Linked DNA regions of Xenopus tropicalis: region 1 is linked to region 2. The links are chromatin contacts, called in public Hi-C maps. All regions are on one chromosome and are shown on one strand. The core of a region is the stretch at or near the end of the contact, and the rest is flanking DNA. Distances in the headings are between cores, read along the strand shown.

Region 1 (6,924 bases), core at 3,708-6,207, 270 kb before region 2:
GAAAGGTCTATGTTGAGTCACGTGGCCCATTTCTGCAATGACCTCTATATGTGTGTGCAAATCTGTTCTTTCAGCCACCAGAGAATATTTTAAAGCTTTTCTTCTTCTTTTTTTTTGTGTCAAGAACTGTGAATCTTTAGTTAGGCCACATGGAAATTATGATTCAGCAGCAGTGTATAATGTTTAATTAGAGCAATATCATTCTGATTTAATTACATAATAAATTATTTGTTTAAAGGGTAAAGACTTGTTTGCTAAGTACAGTGCAACCCATGGAAAAAACTGTTGCCAAAAGCACAGTATGGATACAAAATGATACAATAGGCCAATTTTTGGATACAATGTATTAAATGCAAATAAATGAGCCGAGCATAAAATATACGGGAGTCACATTTTCTTTATGTTACATATTCTTTATTTATTGTTATTATATTGGAAAGAACAGAGTTGCACAGCACTATAACCATTTGTAGTAAAAGGGGTTTCAGTTCTCTGTGGGAGTGAGTGGAAGTTTATAAAAGGCTTTAAGTTTTAATTCAGGACAGTAAGCAAAGCTGCTTGGGATGTCTTTCATTGCTGGTTGCAGAATAACAACAACAGATTATTTGGATGCCTTTAAATTCAACAAGCAAAACAAATGGCCTGTGGTTCACTTTACATGATTGGAATCTGAATCTGATTTCAGAGTCAACACAGTCATTTTATACATGAGCGAGAAATTCCCATTTTATAGAGTAGAGCTAACAATCTACTGAAATAACGGTTGAGGAGTTGAACGGCAGATTTGGATGAATGCGTCAATTGCAGGACTAGCATCAGGGGATAATATCTGCAAATGTTTCATTACAAAAGGTTGAACTCTGAGAGGTACTCTGAAATTAAGCCAGTTATATTTTCTCTGGCTTTTAAAACTATTGTTAAAACCAATGATCTGCAAAAAGTGCATGATAGCTAATTCACTTTAAAATAATTCATACTCCCAGCTACAGAAATAAGTTGGAGAAGTACACTTGGTAAAATTAAATCTTTTCTGTAAAATCACTTGTTTCCTGGCTAACCATATAAATTGGAAGCAGGTAATCTGGTGTAACAACCATAACTTTCACAGAATAGTAACAATAGACCATAAGTGTTTTCAAGTATTAAACAAACAGGAATAATACAAAAAAAATAATAAAAACTGGACTTTATATATGTTGTTTAATAATGTATTCAGGCAGTGTTGTGTGTAATAGAGGGTTCATCATTCTTACATGACATTTGTATGTTGCAAGGGTATCTCTGTGGGGTTGAAGTTTTTAGCTCCACCCCCAAAATAAATATGACCATATTAGATGAACAAAGATGACAGCATTGCCATCCGAATGCTTGTTGTTAAATGTTGCGCTGCAGTTATTAAGCACAAATATATTTCACAGCCCTGTACATAAATAGATGTAAACACTGAACATTTCAGATAACTATAAAAATATACTGCAGAAAAAACCCATATGTAAAATACTGCTTCATCTAAATAAACCATTTTCATAAAAATGCACTTTTCTAATGGTATGTGCCATTGCACAATCCTAAATAGAAAATTGCCATTTCAAGTACTTAGGGACACCCACTGGTTCGTACAATTCACTGTGGTCACACAGAGGCACACATACATGCTAGGTTACACATCCAAAGAAAGCACATTACTCCCACACTTCTTCCTTTACAGTTAGAGCTGTAATATTTCCTGTCAGGTGATCTCTGCGGGAGCACACAGAGCATCACAAAATGGTGGCTCAAAGTCAGCAATGTTAAAAGGCAATATTAAGAGAGACAGAGAGAGAGAGAATGGCCTGTTATTATTAAGTTTACGTGAAAGTAAGCAGTTTCCTAATATACTGCTAAAATACACTGCCTAATTGATACAATGTCCCAAAACTTATTCATAAAAGAGGTTTTGCCAGAAAGCAGATAATTTACAAATACCTGCTCCTTGTTACACTTGTATCTAAAGACAGAACTGATACTTCTGCAGGAGAATAGATACAGGCTATCGACACAGACAGTTTAGCTTCTGAAGCTGCAGAGAGTGCAATGCTGAAATTGCTCTGGAGGTGTAGCAGTTAAAGTGCAGTTTCACTAACAGAGGAGGGAGACAAGTAAGAAACTAAGAGGATGGGTCATACAAGGAATAAGCAAGTGGCTATACACAGCTTATGTAATGAGTCGACAGCTTATTGGTCCATGGATGGGGCCCACAGATGGGCCTACCAGACCAATATTTTTCCGAAAATCAACCAGATGTTGATTTGGCAGGTTTAGAAATCCCATTGGGATGAGAAGCACATCACCTTGCTGATGTGGTCCTTTTCCTGATGGGCTGTATCCTGTCAATGTGATCCATTTGTTAGGCCTTAGGGCCAAACAATCAGGTCAATCCGATATTGCCCACCTCAAAATGACTTCACCAAATGATCCTTCCATCTATGGCCACCTTAAAACAAACCAGTTTGCTCAGGCAAGGAGAGGTGGGAGTAGGGGCTATATGCAGCCTCATCCAAACTCTGATTAGAGGAGGCCAACTAACAACATTACCCCTTATCCTTACTGGAAGCTTATTGAGAAGGCTTAAAGTAGAAGGAAAGGTGAAAACTAAGTAAGCTTCAGAAAGATCTATGTAAATGCAGCCATAAGCATTTACAGAACTGCTGTCCTCAGTAAAAAGAAACGCCACATTTCTTTCCTGCTATTCTGTATTCATGATCTTCTGTTTCAGACTTCAGACTTCCTGCACTCAGAAAAATCCTTCAGGGCATGGCATGAGTCTGCTCAGTTTGCTCCTCTCTACCCCTCCCTTCTTCTGCTTCCCCTCCCATCTCTGCTGTGTAATCTAAATTTAGAGCTGTTCCAGGAGAAGTGTGCGGGCAGGGAAGCCAGACCAAGCTAAAATGGCAGCTGTATCTTAAACAAATAGAGGGAGCTTCCATGACTGTTTACTAAGGTATGGTAAAGCATTCTGCAGAATATATTTAGTGTTCTAGCTTGCACTATTGTTACTAGTCTATTGGCAGTAAAATGTCAAATTACCTCTGCTTCTCACTTACTCTCTGTGATATTACTCAGCCTACAGGTATTGATATTAGGGAACCGTGGAGCTACCACTCTGAGTGTGTTGGTAGTTTCAGGGTTCCCACATGGGTTGTATCAATAGGTGTACCAGACTTAAATCCAGCAAATTGGAAGGTAACACTGTTTTTAACACATGCTCTAGAAGTGATGCAACAGCCGCATGTTAGCCGTAATATGCACCATATTCGTGACCACACATACAGTGCAACTTGAGTTTGTTTAGATGCATTGCATGCCATTTTGGCTGGTGCAACTTCTTGTGTGGTCACAGTTATTTTCATTGTGAGTAAAAGAAACATTGTGAATTGTGTTTGAAACCTGCACTTTGTATACTCTATATGGAAAATAATTGCCTTAGTCTTTAGTTAGTTCAGAACTAAAAGGTTTGTTCTAAAATATGCACCGACCCAATGATAATACACTTCCAAAATCTAAATTCTATAGTTAATAAAGTTTTTAAAATATCATCACATTATAATAAGAGTTAAACATTTTTGTCTACATATTGATTTGTATTGCCCTGCTTTTTTCCAACACCAACTTTAATTTAGCAGCTTTTAGCTGCTAAAAAGATGACCATTTTAAATTAGCTTGTATAAACGTTTTAACATAGTAAATATATTAGAATAAAATTTTATAGAAAGCTTTGAAGGCAATGCAAGCCTCTTGTCTTTAAAATAAAAAGCTACAAGAAGCAAGTTAGAAAGGAATCATTATTCAAGAAAAAGGAAAAAGGGGGAAAAACCTATATGAGTATCATGGAAATGCCTGTTCTGGTTTGTATAAAAGCCTTCTCTTTGTGTAATAAGATCTGCCCTCTGCACCACGGGGCTGACATATGCTCTTTTTTAAGTGTATTGTTGTGCTAATTATTCTAGGGTGGGTGCTTTTCTATAATACTACACTTGAATAACTGTTGACCGTGGGTTGCAGTGTAGGTGTAGAATTTACTGATCAAATGTATAATAAAAAGCATTCAATTTTTAACTGAATGTAGTTGGCATAGTGCCTATATTTTATGATAATAACAGAAATAACAATTATATTTTTAACGTAGCCTTTATCATATATCATTTTTGTATTCTATCTCTATATCGCTATAACTCAAAGTTATAAGTTTATTAAAAAGCTTGCAGATATTTATGACTGTTACATTGTGTAATATATATAACTAAATACATTAAACATATATAACATTAACACATTATTCCTATTATACCTGAACAGCCACTTTGTGGGGACTAACAAAGAAATGGAAATAAAAAAATGAAAATCAGAATGGAGGTGTGGATTTTATGGGACCTTTATTTTGTTAATATTTAGTTAAAAATCTGCAGCCCTGTGTAGCCTTAAGCTCAGTTCTGAATGCTCTACATTACACTGTCTTGGTACCAAGGGTAAAACAGCTTTTTTTTTAACCTTCTCTAAGTAAAGACAGGATTTGATCCTCGCCTTCTTGTCTGGGTCTTATTTTCTCTAAATGTAATCACTTCTCTGTCACTGAAAAAAATAGGGGGCTCAACAAGAATATAGGTTATAGAAAGCTTATTTCAGGCTCCAGACTTTAGTTAAAAATGAATTTCTGTGCAGATTTGTTGTATCAGTGCCATTTTATTAGACAGCTACACGTTTAATAAAATGTAATTAGTTGGCAAGGAAGCTAGTATTTACAAAAGCTACACAGTAAACAGGCTTGCAATTATAATCACTGAAGATGTGTAGTGTTTTCGACAGAAGCTGAGTCTTTATGATGTAAACGATCTCTCTATCTTGTAAACGCCCTCTCTAACTTCCTCAAAAGCAGGCTTTGTAATCCAGTGTGACTGAAGGTGTGGAAATGGGGAGGGTAAGTCAGTTAGAAGAAAGATTAGTTTATTGGATCTGAAGCCTGATTTCAGGACCCTACAACAAGGCACATACTGTTGTGGCAGTCCACTTTGCATATGAGTCCTAATTAAGCCCTAATTAAGTTGAAATGCAGATAAAATGATTATTATCTACACGTAGCTAGCAAAAACACCCTTGTTTATTAGGGAAACAGCCAGTGAGTGACGTTTAATGGGCAAGATCAGTTTTTGGCACTGTTGTGCTGTTAAATGGTTTGAGGTTAACAAGGCAAAGTATTCATTGTTTCATATACACAGATCTCTAAACAGTTAGGAAAAACAGATAGTAGTAGTTTATTTGGCTTAGAGAATCATGTTTAAATCAAGGCCATAGCATACATACATTTAAATTAGCATTGTGTGAATCAATGTTGTTCAATTGTTTTCCTATAATAAGGTTAATTCTGTCTGTGAGGTGCTGCATTTACAGGTAATCACTTGGTAAAATTAAGCAAGTAATGCTGCCATTAAACATGACAATTGTGCCACAAGAGTCTACTGATTTACAGGAGTCTAAAAATGAGATTTCATTGGTTGCTCTGATAAGGCACACTACATGATCTCCTGTTCAAAAGAATAAAGCATGCAAAAATACACATTTCCATGGTGAATAGCAGAGCAGTAGAAACAGTAAACCCAAATTATAAATACAGAACATTTTCTTTACAAGCAAATGGCACAGCAATTTAGTTACATAGTTACATAGTTACATAGGGTTGAAAAAAGACCATTGTCCATCAAGTTCAACCCATCCGAGTAAACCCAGCACACAACCTATACTAACCAATCTATACACTCACATACATAAACTATATATATACAACCAGTAATACTAACTGTAGATATTAGTATCACAATAGCCTTGGATATTCTGCTTGTTCAAAAACTCATCCAGGCCCCTCTTAAAGGCATTAACAGAGTCTGCCATTACCACATCACTAGGAAGGGCATTCCACAGCCTCACTGCCCTCACCGTGAAAAACCACCTACGCTGCTTCTAATGGAAGTTCTGTTCCTCTAATCTATAGGGGTGACCTCTGGTGCGCTGATTGTTTTTATGGGAAAAAAGAACATCCCCCAACTGCCTATAATCCCCTCTAATGTACTTGTACAGAGTAATCATGTCCCCTCGCAAGCGCCTCTTTTCCAGAGAAAACAACCCCAACCTCGACAGTCTAACCTCATAGCTTAAATCTTCCATCCCCTTTACCAGTTTAGTTGCACGTCTCTGCACTCTCTCCAGCTCATTAATATCCTTCTTAAGGACTGGAGCCCAAAACTGCACTGCATACTCAAGGTGAGGCCTTACCAGGGACCTATAAAGCGGCAAAAATATGTTCTCATCCCTTGAGTCAATGCCCTTTTTTATACAAGACAGCACTTTATTTGCTGTAGTAGCCACAGAATGACACTGCCTGGAATTAGACAACTTGTGATCTACAAAAACCCCTAGATCCTTCTCCATTAAGGATGCCCCCAACACACTACCATTCAGTAGATAGTTTGCGTTTATATTATTCCTACCAAAGTGCATAACTTTGCACTTGTCAACATTGAACCTCATTTTCCAGTTTGCTGCCCAGTTTTCCAATTTTGTCAAATCGCTCTGCAAAGCGGCAGCATCCTGCATGGAACTTATAGTTTTGCACAATTTAGTGTCATCAGCAAAAACAGAAACAGTACTCTCTATGCCCACCTCCAGGTCATTAATAAACAAGTTAAAAAGCAAAGGACCAAGGACTGACCCCTGCGGTACTCCACTAACCACACTGGCCCAATTAGAAAATGTTCCATTTACCACCACTCTTTGTACTCTATCCTTCAGCCAGTTTTCTATCCAATTACAAATATTATGTTCTAGGCCAATATTCCTCAATTTGATCATTAACCTTCTGTGCGGTACTGTATCAAACGCTTTAGCAAAATCTAA
Region 2 (6,953 bases), core at 3,188-5,687:
GACTTGGGCATTTAGAGGATTGTAACTGAGATCAAAAGGGTCAGAGATCCCTTTACCAATTAACAGCAGGGAGAAGAACATCAAATAAGGTGTAAATTTTAGCTCTGCAGTTTTGAGTAAGCCAAGCATGAAATGCATTCTAATACTCTTGAGTAGCTGCAGCTTTGAGCTGTTGATGATGTCACTATGGCACTAAAGGGAGCTTAATCGCACTTAGATTGGCATGTAACAATCCATCCACACTAGGCGCTAAAGCTGATGCTTCTTGTCTCATTTGATAATGCAAAGGGGTTACTTTTTTCTGATGCATTAAAGATAAATCATGGAGTGTTGACACTATAAATTATAATATATTATTTGAACTTGAATTCTTGCTTTAAATTTTTCCTGAAAGTTGTCACATATATACTATATTGGTATATATACAATAATTGTTAAACTGAATCTATTTATATGATACAATTTTTTTTTTAAGCTTAAACTAAGTTCCAGGTATCATATGTTAAGGACAAACTTTTTTTTTTTTAGTGTAATAGGCTATGCCCAAATGTAGTATCTTTACACAATCTAGTAAATCCTTGTTTTCTTGTTCATGTTTGCTGTCATCAAGAAATGTTGTTATCATGTGTTGGTCATTTTTGTTGTCATAAACAAATTTCATTCTAGTTTTATTTATAGTGTCAATAGAAGAATACAACTTAGGACATCTCCTGGTGCTGCACTCTGCTCCTTGCTCCAATTCTTGCTCTAATATAACCTGAATATTCATTTAAAGAAACTTGCATGTTGTAAATAAATGCTCTTTAAGTGCACTGACTGTAACCCTATTTACTCTGATTTATATTTGTGGAGTAATCTTTACTAGTTTGGTGTATTAGATTCATTTATATTGTTTTAATGAGGTAAAACTCACTATAAAATATATGGAAATGTAGCTGTTGCTGTCACAATAATGTTTACAGATTACAGAAGAGCCTTTCCTATTACAATTTTTTATTTATAATTAAACAAAGAGAAGTGAGACAGGGGAGAACGGTTACAGAAGACCAGTTGGAGGTCAATGACAAGATTTTAGGCCCAACGTTGTATATCCAGACCACTACCCTCAATAACACAGAACAATTTAGTAATACTGCTGAAGTTCTCTTTTTTAGCTATACATGCCACCGTAAACATTCCCTGGACCAGGAGCATTATGAAAACATACAAAGGAAAACATTTTTAGTAGGTTTACTCAAAGTGGGAGGCTAACCCATGAAATAGTCGTTTTAACTAATCTAAAACTAAGTTTATATAATGCTCTGCTAATTAATAAAAATAATGCTAACTTTGTCTCACCAGTTCAGTCTTCTGCATTTATTAGAAACGTAGGTATTAGTGATGGGCGATTCTGACCCTTTTTGCTTCCCAGAAAAATTTGCGAAGGACATTAAAGTTAATGGTCAGTTTTTTTTTATTGCAGTGACTTTATTTCCAATACAAAATACATTAAAGTCTATGGGTGTTTTTTTGCAGTGAAACCTAGAAAAATATGTTTTGCTCATCACTATTAGATATATATTTAAATGTATTCAAACACCAAGGGGGCCTATTTATTATGCTGTGTAAAAAACAGCAACAAAATTCACCACACATTGCCAGACTTCGCCCCTTAAAAAACGGTTGAATTTTTTATATGTTTTTTCTTCTGCTGAAATTTGCATAAAGTAACGGCATAAAATCTGGCATCCGGATGACGAAATTCACCATTTATTTTATACAGCTTTTTACACCATTTTTTGCCAAATTTAATTTACAAAGCATAATAAATAGGCCTCCAAGTCTTAATAATGTCTCAAAATGCAGCAACCATAGGTAAATAAAATAAGCTCCCTACGCTCCTACCTGTGCCTGCACGCAAGCATATTCCATTCATTCGGATGCAGGCACAGGTAGGAGCGTATGGCGCATATTTTCAGCAAGCGCCATACGCATGGTGTGGCATTAGCCTTATAGTTAAAAACTAGTCATGAGCAAATCTGTCCCATTTTGCTTTGCTGAAAAATTGTTAAAAATGTGGAAAAATTTGTGATACACATTGAAGTCAATGGGCATTTTCTCTCATTTCAAATGCACTGAAGTGAATGGCCATTTTTTTGCAGTGTTTTTTTTTTGCAGCGAAAATTTTCACAGTGATTTTTTGCTGTGGTTATGCAGAAAAAATCACCAGCGGCAAATCCTTGCATGATACATTTGCTCATCACTATTAAAAACCAACAATACCAGCATATGTAAATATGCAATTACTTCATCTAGACATCTCAATCCAGTGGGTATAATACAGCAGCATTTTTGTGGATATCTGCTGTTATCCCTATAAATGTATTTGAATGCTATCTTTCATACCCACTGTATGAAACAATGCTACAAAATTAAACTATGACAATAAAGATACATAATACATAATAAAATAAATGTTTACAGGGGAGTAACAGTAAGGGGACCTGTCATTGCAACTATAGGGGCCTGGGGGAAAAGAGGCCTCCCAAGGAACATTTGACCCTGCATGTACCACCAGACATATCCACACAGCAGGAAGCAGGGTGATGGCACGTCACATGTGTGAAAAAAGGGGTACCCAGAAATATTTATGGGGACCGGCGTGGATAAAATTGCGTCACTGGTTTAACCAAGTCTCACATAGAAGCTAACTTACAAGAAAATACCTATTTTGATCAAACAAAACAATGTCTGTTAAAATGAATGTGTCAAAAGTGATTTGGGTGGGGGTTTAAAAACAAGCCTTTCTTAATTATTTAAATTTCATTTGATACTAATGTTCACCTTTTGGACTAAGGCGTTAACAGCTGATAAATAACTTGTTGACTTTCTCTCAGGGTATTTGAATAACCCAAGCAAAAGGGAAATGGTTTACATTGATTAGAATTTTATCTGAAGCTGTGTTTGTCTATGTAATTTATTTCAGCTGTGCCATAAACACGTAGACATTAATTAGTGGAATGCTAAGCAGCACTGGGCAATTCAGTAAAACAACCCAGCAACTGTGATTTGTGAGTCTGTCACCTTGCATTTATTTAACAAAAAAAAAAAAAATTCCATTCCTCAATTTTGTGGTAGAGGGCTTTCCTGAAGGGCATGGAAACAGCGAGATCTAAGAGACATTACACCTACAACAAACAGTAACGAGTGGCTAGCTCAGATTCATTGTCTTTTGAACAACAACTCAATGCAGATAGAAGTAAATGACAGTTAATTACAAATTACATTCTGGTCGGGGCTGTGAAAACCCCCTAGCTTGAATAATAATAAGGCCCCGAGGCACTCACCTGCCTGCAAACGAACATACGGAGACACAGGCTGGGGTGCTATACAAGTTTCAAAACAAGCTGCTAAACACAAAAGCTTATTGGATTACAGAGATTTAGGAAAAGGCATTCAGATCTTTGGCAGCAACTGCAGCACTAGGATCATGGGATTTCTAAAGGATGAATTACCATTCACTGTAATTTTTTACACCATCCTAGGTTAGCAACAGGAATGAAAGTGGCCTGTACTTAGAGCTATAGGTCAAGACTTTAGTCCCATAGTCTTAAAACACAGGATTGTGTTTAAAGATTATCACAAAATCTAATTGAACTTTTTCTTCTTAAAAGAACAGCATTCCAAACATAAAAGAATCATGTTTTTTTTTTTTTAAAAAGTGAAAAGAGATAAATATATAAATATGCCAGATCTTTATTTCTTTCGAAATGAAAATAAAAACAGGTTAAATTACACGTGAAAAACGTTTTCCTCATTTCTTAAAAAATTCATTTTACTTTATGTCATGTTAGTTTAACAACAGAATCTACTTTTTCTGTAACTATGTTTGATAAAAAAAAAAATGAAATTAATATAATATAATCCATCTTTACTATTGTAATCAGGATTGCATAATAATTAAGGTATTTGTTATATACATAATGAATTAGTAATACATTTATAATTAATTGGCTGCACTATAAAATTTGCTCACAAAACATGTTGAGCCTGATGGTTTAATGCTGGTACTAAATTTGTACCCTATTGGTAAATTTGGTGCAGTATGTGTGGGTGCAATAAGGGGGTACTGGTGGCATCAGTAATCTTGTGTGCCTGCAATTCAATTGATTTAACATTAGTTAATGAGCCCTTTAGATTTTACAAACTGCAATTACTATTATAAAATAATAAGTATCAGTATATCATATCAGTCACTAAAATGAATTGCATCCTGACTAACTAACACTTTGTAAAAACCTTATTGTTAAGTAGTTTGTACTTGTACTGTATATACAAAGATAGATTAGACTGATAGAAGGCATTTTCAGGCATTTACACTTCAGTCTGTTTGTCTGGGCCTTTTTATGTAGATTTGATTTTAAACAGGTCTCCTCCTACAAGTAAAAAACAAAAATAAGAAAAAAGAGGGACACAATACATGATCTGCATTTGTTTAATGGCATTATGAGCTGAAAGGCAGTGTTTTTAGTATCTCACTAAAGTAATTTCTTTCAGTTTAGTTGTGCTAACTGCTTATTGTTAAAGACAAAACTACCAACAGTTTGACACTGAGCTCATTATGGATGTTTAAAACATTTTGCAATTCAAGACCACACTGCATGCAATAAAGAGACTGGTGAGTTTAAGGATTAAAATACAGACCACACAGTTTTTTTTATAATGACAGGCCAGATTAAAACTTCAAAACCATAGCAGGTAAGCAAGGGATTTGACAGTTTTTTTGATGTTGTCAACTATTTTCAAAATAATTTCTGAGTTTACCTATTTATATCATGCTTAGGTTTAGCCAGCATTAAACAGATTTGAAAGAATTGATTCAATGGGCTAAAATTTCAGTTTTTGCACAAACAGCCAAATATAAGAATCCTTTGATTTTGTTTAAGAAAATACTGCTGGAGATTACTCTATTATGTGTGTAATTACTGCTATATGTGAATTGGCATTTATATATATATATATATATATATATATATATACCTGTATATACACACATATATTCAGTGCAGATGCCTACTGCTTTGCTGGGCTATTTGTTCACCAGGTTTTGCCACAAAAACATGCCCATACACTTCAATGGGTGAAAACAGTTGTGTGGTAAGAAAATGACGCCCATTGACTTCAATGTACTTTTGCCATTTTTCAATTTTTTTGTAGAACAAAATGAGACAAATTCAGTCATGACTAATTAATAGTAATAATTCAAGTATTATGGTAACCAGGTGAACTTGACTACTAAGCAATAAACCATGAACCCATAGTGACTTTTCAAAATGAATGAAATGTCAATCATTTCATCCTAAATTTGTCTATCTCGTCTATCTTTTAGGCTTTCTTGGGCTTGTTAAAGTTAGCCTTTCAAAACACATTTTTCATATCATATATCAAATGCTATAATTTGATGTTCACTATTGTTTTTATACATAATTGCCTAATTATTGATCTTCTATCAGTGTGGCTGGGCAATAAGAAGCCAAACAAAACACATTTTAGTTGGTTCCTAAAAAACAAAGCACAAAGAACTACAGCTTTTTGCACAATGCACTACGCAGTGTGCAAATTGCAAGAAAATGGCTGAATGCAGTCTTTTTTTGCACTTTGTACATGCAAATGAGTCATTTTGTATATGTAAATAAGCCCTTTTATTATTGTGTTATTTTCAAATCTAGAAATCTTATCACATAGAAATGCACAGTCAGCATACATTACTTATATACATTAATATAGAGGGACAAGAAAAATATACTTGTGTGTATTTATCTTTGCCAGACAGACAAAAACGTGCAATAACCTTGCTTTACTAGTCTTTAGAAAGAAATGGGAAGGAAACTTGTTAACTGAGCTGTTTACTTCAACTTAGTACCAGTAAAAAGTAATAATGAAGTAAACACCATCTTCAAAGACACAGTTGCTGAAACCACCACTTTGATTATTCAGCTTTTTAAAAAACATATTAACACTGTAGTAACAAAGTAATTTCTTTCTTAGTAAAGACAACAACATGTTATTGACCTTCTATTTGCATATGTGGGTCCTTTGAAACCTGAACAATTAAGCCTACAATTCAATTTTCATTAGTGATTAAACAGTGAGGGAAGTCATCAAAATGGTGGCAAATTACCCCCAAAGGAGCAAAGCATGCTAATGATTGTAATCTGACATATTCACAGGTGAACACTGAAAAATAAATCAGATTGGTCATTTGATACCTATAGATTTGCACAACACATTAAGGGTTCATGTGCTTTATTGGCAGATGACTCTTTGGGTTCCTAGTTACTTTGTATGCAGACAACTGTAATGAGCCTGTTTGCTGATGACTTACACCATACTTACTGACAGCCCAGCCTACTGTAGTTAAAGTCACAGCTTCCAAGAAAGGAAATGCTGTACTGCATAATTTGAGTCTCACAGACAAAATGTAAACACTACTTTGCTCCAGTTCATTAAAGCGGTGACTCACCTTTATGCTAACTTTTAGTATATTATAGAATGGTTAATTGTATTTTTTTTGTTTTTATAGTTGTTGAATTATTTGCCTTTCTCTTGCCTGCCTCTTTCCAGCTTTAAAATGGGGTCATGGACACCGAAAGCCAAAAAACACTATTGCTCTGTGAGGTTACAATCTTATTGTTATTGTTGCTTTTTATTACCTTTCTAATCGGGCCATCTCCTTTTCTCTTATTCAGATGAAAGACTGGTTGCTAGGGTAATTTGGACCCTAGCAAAATCATATTTATTAAAACAAATTGATAACTTAAAAATGGGTATAATGTTTTTCTACTCCGGTGTAATAAATGTCAATCCATTGCCAAAATTTTTACAAATGACAAAAGTTTTTGTCATTTTTAAACTAATTGATACAGAATATGCATAAATATGCATATTTATGGCAAAACAATGCAAAATGCAGT

The links. A called contact is a pair of places that touch in the nucleus more often than the background predicts.
Region 1: a Hi-C map of gastrula embryo shows a contact between it and region 2, with 2.6 times the contacts expected there. The contact joins two enhancer-like sites. A contact is called at or near these places in 3 of 5 Hi-C or Micro-C datasets (gastrula embryo, neurula embryo and tailbud embryo).

What each region holds. Positions count from the first base shown.
Region 1 is chr6:68,186,769-68,193,692 of UCB_Xtro_10.0, reverse strand. No RefSeq gene overlaps it. Among named protein-coding and RNA genes, the nearest start is that of irx1, 9.3 kb to the left of the region's middle. Within about 2 kb of position 4,957, at least 3 of the 11 cell types and tissues checked have an H3K27ac peak or open chromatin away from gene starts, as enhancers often do. A contact at or near this core is called in gastrula embryo and neurula embryo, where this site is marked.
Region 2 is chr6:67,914,970-67,921,922 of UCB_Xtro_10.0, reverse strand. No RefSeq gene overlaps it. Among named protein-coding and RNA genes, the nearest start is that of irx2, 150 kb to the right of the region's middle. Within about 2 kb of position 4,437, at least 4 of the 11 cell types and tissues checked have an H3K27ac peak or open chromatin away from gene starts, as enhancers often do. A contact at or near this core is called in gastrula embryo and neurula embryo, where this site is marked.